Regions from separate parts of the Pan troglodytes genome. Here region 2 is linked to region 1. The links are chromatin contacts, called in public HiChIP or PLAC-seq maps. All regions are on one chromosome and are shown on one strand. The core of a region is the stretch at or near the end of the contact, and the rest is flanking DNA. Distances in the headings are between cores, read along the strand shown. Region 1 holds the start of CCDC91 (coiled-coil domain containing 91). Region 2 holds the start of PTHLH (parathyroid hormone like hormone).

Evidence for each region. HiChIP or PLAC-seq counts read pairs in DNA pulled down with a chosen protein or histone mark.
Region 2: a contact with region 1 is called in an H3K4me3 HiChIP or PLAC-seq map of stem cell-derived excitatory neurons, with 4 times the contacts expected there. The contact joins the promoter of PTHLH here to the promoter of CCDC91 in region 1. A contact is called at or near these places in 1 of 7 Hi-C or Micro-C datasets (stem cell-derived neural progenitor cells) and 1 of 1 datasets of contacts at active chromatin or transcription factors (stem cell-derived excitatory neurons).

The regions. Positions count from the first base shown.
Region 1 is chr10:67,348,040-67,350,717 of NHGRI_mPanTro3-v2.0_pri, forward strand. CCDC91 (coiled-coil domain containing 91) reads right to left here and starts at 1,383. Exons shown (of 11, transcript XM_016923731.4): 1 at 1,188-1,383.
Region 2 is chr10:67,569,860-67,572,537 of NHGRI_mPanTro3-v2.0_pri, forward strand. It overlaps PTHLH (parathyroid hormone like hormone), which reads left to right and starts at 1,369. Exons shown (of 4, transcript XM_009425687.4): 1 at 1,369-1,638; 2 at 2,147-2,269. The coding sequence starts at 2,169.

The DNA.
Region 1 (2,678 bases), core at 133-2,632:
GCACTCTGCCTGGCATGACCCTTACTACATTTACCTAATAGGTACAGACAGTATAGCCAATCCCCTCAACGCAATAGAAATTGTAGCAGAGGGCAATCAGGTGATCATTAAGTGTAGAACTCTCCGACAGCAGGGAACACAACAGCGAATTTGTTGTCAGTCCCTGTCACCCCACCCAACTAAATATTGTTGGGGGGGAAGGGTTGCCTTAAATTGTGAAGTAAAATGTCAGCCCACTCCAATAACTCCACCACGCAACATGCAAACTGCTTCCAAAAACCATCATCCAACTCCCACCCGGATTAATATTTGGAGAGAAAGGTGGCATCAGTATCCGCACAGCTGAGAGGGGAGGGAAGGAAAGAGTCAGAATTCATAAGGGGCCGCTGAGTCACCTAAAATTGTGGCCAAGACTTTACCCTCCAGGAAATCGAGCTCTGCCCCAACTCTCATCAAGGAAGCAAGTGAGAGTAGCAGCAGCAACATCATCCTACCAAAAAAACACCAGGGCAGCTTTTAATAGAGTTCCACTCCTTAAAGTGAAGCCAAAAATAGGTTTCATGTCCAAAGCTTTCCTCCGCAGTAGGCGACACGCGCAGATGGAGAAAATATCTTTATTGTTGGGAAAGGGAGGCGTGCTAACGGGGACGAAGGATACTTCACCACTTGGCAAAGTTACTGGCTCCTGCCTTGACCCTGAAATGCCACTTTTATTGCAACATGTGGCCCAAGAAACTCTAAGGAAATGTGGCTGGCAGACGCTGTAGAGCTTTTACCCCGATGTACTTGGCAAAGTAAAAGGGGATACATAAACCAGGCGCGTTCTGTGTAATCTAAGCAAGAATCAAGGTCTCCGTTCGGTAGGCGCTTCGGTGACACAATAATCACGTGTTCGTGGGCGTAGACTTTCGAAAACACTCGATTCTGGGACGTGCAGGTACCGGTACCTACCGGCGAGCGCAGGAACGAGTGGGCACTCCCACCCCCGGGAGCTGGCTCCGTTCCCGCAGGAGGTTGGTCACGCCCCCTGACTCCTGGTCGCTGCGACAGCCAAGGGCGAGGCCGCAGCAGGCGGGCTGCAGGCGGCGGAAGCTCGTCCGCGCTCCTCCCCCGGTGGGGCGCTCTCCGCTCGCCTCGCGCGGCCCCGACCCCAAGACCCAGGCCCCGGAAAGCGAGCGTTCACTTACCTGCTCCCCTCTCTCGCTCTCCGCTGCCGCCGCTGCGCCGCTCACCCACGCTGCCCGGTGAGCCACCCCCAGCACACAGACCCCTACGCGTACACCCGAGGCACGGCCCCAGGCCCTTGAGGGGAGACCGCGGCCCAGCCACACAGGTTGGGGTAGCCCACGCACCACCCGGCTTCGAACACCTCTGCCCCCGGAAGTTGATTTCCGCCAAGGCCCGCCCAACACAGCGCCCGTCACTCAACGTAAACACGCGCGTCACGTGGCCCCAGGCCGAGGCCCGGGTCGGGGCCCCATGTTCAGAGCCCTGCCACCCCAGCTTGAGCGTGGTCTTTGGAGCGTTGCCCTGTGAAAAGGGGTGACTTTGCCATGCTCCTTCCCAGTCTACCTCCTGTTAGTTACAGTTTCTCATTCCTCTTGAGTAGCAGGCCCTGTTTCTCCACCTGATCCCTGCAAATAAACCGTCCCCAAAAATCAAAATGAGTTCCACCTGGAACTTTGTAGGATTGGTCCTAAGAAGATCCCGCTGAATCTCTTCACCACTTCCTAGCAGAGTACAGTAAAACCGGGGACTAAGCAAAGTGGCTGACATGTAGTAAGTGCTCAAGAAATGGATGTTGACTAGATGCTTCCTCTCATCTTTGCCTGTCTGAACTCTCAAGCACCGGATGCAAGTAGACTGAGAGCCTCCGCCAACCAGTAAGATGACTTCGGTCAAAGAATTCTGCTCTAGAGTTACTTTTGTTCTTGTCTTCAACTCCAGATCACAGCAATTCATACGTGCCATCTCTGTTGCAGAGTTTTCTTGCAAAGCCTTTCTTAAAAGCTTTCTGTCAAATAGCTTGTCCTGAAGCAATAGGAAAAGAATAGCGTAATTCACAGATTATTTATTTGAAAGGAAGGAATGATTATATAGATGTCTTTGTCCATTTCAGACTGTCAATAGCGATGAGAGAAACAGTCAACTAGCAGTCCACTCGTGAATGTTTCTTCTGTTTTTGCCATGGAAGGATTTTGAAGAACATTCATTCAACAAATTTTTATTGATTGTATACCACATACCTAGTCCTGGGCCAAGTTTTGACAATTCAAGAGTGAACAAGGTAACACTCAAGATATTTGTCTTCAAGAAGCTTACAGTCTAGTGAGAAAGAAAGACACTAACCTGGGGACTTTGAGCATAAATCTCTGGAATATTCACATTCCTTGTATAACAAGTATTCTTTCATCCTTGGACACTGGGTTTCTCATCTGTTGAACAAAATTGGCTTAAACCTGTAATCTCTGTTCTGTACTGGAAGTGGAAAATATTAGCAAGGCATCCTGACAAGTCTGCCATAAGTGCTGGCCTAAGTAGTTAATGAGCAGTTTCAGTATTGAGCAAGTCACCTTGACTACATTATTTTTCCAGCCCACCCCCTTCTTTATGCATACAAAAAACATTTCTATTGTAAGAAATATAATGCTTTCTTACACATATTTTTTTAATCTGTC
Region 2 (2,678 bases), core at 119-2,618, 220 kb after region 1:
AAGCAGCAAACTTTAACTGCTAGCTAGCTGCAGTGAACCAGTGGGAGCCCCGATGAGCGAGGGTCTCGGTGACAGCGTGCTATTTCTCCCACTCTGGGTAAAATATGTGGAGCATCACCCGGAAAGTCAGGCTTGATAAAGGCCACACTCCTTGAATCATCTCAAGAATCTAAATCACACTAGCCTTCTAGAAACTAATGAACCCTACCAGCAGGATTGCCTAGAAGACAAATACCCCTTGAATGGTTCCCAGTCCACTCGCGCTCTTTTCAAAAAGTTAGAGGAGCCCTGGGGCGGGTATCCACTCCCGCTGCAATCCTTTCCTAGATGATACTACCCAGTAATTCCGAGCAGTCTTTCTTCCCCGCCCATTAGCTTTGGAAAGAACCTCGGCTTTCCCGTCGCTTCTCCCAGGCAGAGCAGCACATAACCATAGTTCCACTGCATCTGTCCGCTGGCTGCAGCGACTCGGATACAGTCTTCCAAGAATCTGTAACCTGGGACTTTGGAGGGGGAGGGGACAACCAGGTAGGGTATCAGAGAAAGGATGGGTTAGACTCCCGACCATGAGTGAAAAGGGCCGTGTGCGTGCTCCAGGAGTGTCGGTCCCCCTCTGCAATTCAAAAGGGGGATCTCTCCTGTGCGCGGGTTTTTTGGGACCGGCTCCAGATGTCTCCCAGCAGTTCTGAAACAGCAAAAAGTGCAATTTATATATGAAGTCTGGAACTGTTTTTGTTCTTCTAAGCAAAAGATCTCCGTCTCTCTAGCCGATGCTCCCCACTCAGTTCATCCCGGGAATGGGCCAGGGAGGAAGGTTCTCATGCATCGCCCCGAGCTGCCAGGCGAGCTTCGGGCTCCTTAAATTCACAGGCCAACAGCCCGCGTCCTCTCCGCGCAGGCTCCCGGTTGCCCGCGGTCCCCGGCCCAGCTCCTTGGCCTCCTCCTCGTCGGTCCGCCCCTGGTGGTCTTGGCGCCCGCTCGTCCAGCTCGGCGCGCCGGGGACCGCCGGCTGCCCGGGGCAGTCCGCACGCCCTCGGGGATCTCGGCTCCCGGATCCGCCGCGCCGGCAGGAGCCGGCCGGGCCTGGAGGGAGCAAGCGGATGCGCCCACGCCCCCGGCCCGGGGATGGCGCGACAGGGCCCGGGCTCCGGGGTGGGGCTCGGCAGAGCTCCTGACAGCTCCGGGGTCGGCAGCGCGGGAGTGGGGAGCTCCGCCGCTCGCCGCTCATTCCCGGCTCGGGGCTCCCCTCCATTCGCTCGGGCGGCGCGGGGCCCGTTCGGGCAGCCCGTCGCCGCCCCCGCCCCCCGCGCGCCCGCCCGCCCGCCTGCGCCCTCGCTCGCCCCGCGCGCGTTCCTAGGGCGCCACCTCTTTGCGACTAGCTCACTTCTCCGGCAGGTTTGCCTCGGAGCGTGTGAACATTCCTCCGCTCGGTTTTCAACTCGCCTCCAACCTGCGCCGCCCGGCCAGCATGTCTCCCCGCCCGTGAAGCAGGGCTGCCGCCTCCCTGCCGCTCCGGCTGCCACTAACGACCCGCCCTCGCCGCCACCTGGCCCTCCTGATCGACGACACACGCACTTGAAACTTGTTCTCAGGGTGTGTGGAATCAACTTTCCGGAAGCAACCAGCCCACCAGAGGAGGTAGACAGACAGCTATGTATATATATGTGGGTTTCGCTACAAGTGGCTCTGGAACGAAAGGGCCTGGTTCGCAAAGAAGCTGACTTCAGAGGGGGAAACTTTCTTCTTTTAGGAGGCGGTTAGCCCTGTTCCACGAACCCAGGAGAACTGCTGGCCAGATTAATTAGACATTGCTATGGGAGACGTGTAAACACACTACTTATCATTGATGCATATATAAAACCATTTTATTTTCGCTATTATTTCAGAGGAAGCGCCTCTGATTTGTTTCTTTTTTCCCTTTTTGCTCTTTCTGGCTGTGTGGTTTGGAGAAAGCACAGTTGGAGTAGCCGGTTGCTAAATAAGTAAGTGCTGAGAGGCTCCAGAGAAATTTTTTTTCTTTTCAACTTGGGAGATGCCCTTGATGTTGAAGAGGCTTTTTGAGAGCGGGCTAAAAAGGGGGAGCGGAGTAGTGCGGGGAGATGGAGAGTCCGGACTGACACTCGGGTCCCATTCCCTTCTGTTGCAGGTCCCGAGCGCGAGCGGAGACGATGCAGCGGAGACTGGTTCAGCAGTGGAGCGTCGCGGTGTTCCTGCTGAGCTACGCGGTGCCCTCCTGCGGGCGCTCGGTGGAGGGTCTCAGCCGCCGCCTGTAAGTGCCCCATCCTCCCCAGGGCGCCGGGTTGGGGAGGCCAGGGGGAGGGGCTGCCAAGCTGGGATGCTGCCGAGGGCTTGCAGCGGTCACCGATGCTCCTTGCCCGGGTTAGGGAGAGGGACCATCCCGGATACCTGCCGGGGCCTGAGCCCGGGTCCTCAAACCTGGCAGGAGAACTGGTTGATCTTCAACGGGAGACAGGCAAGAGAGAGATTTTATGGGTGTTTCCATAAGAGGGAGCGTTTCACAGAATCTCTTCTAGGGAAAGATCCTCTGCCTCTAGTGGAAAAGAAAAAAAGTTGGGGGGTGATGGTTACTGTCAGGACCCAGGAAGCTTCTGAAACTCGGAGGAAGCTGAGCGGTCCTGGGGACGTATGGCCTGCGCGCTTGTATACATACTGAATGT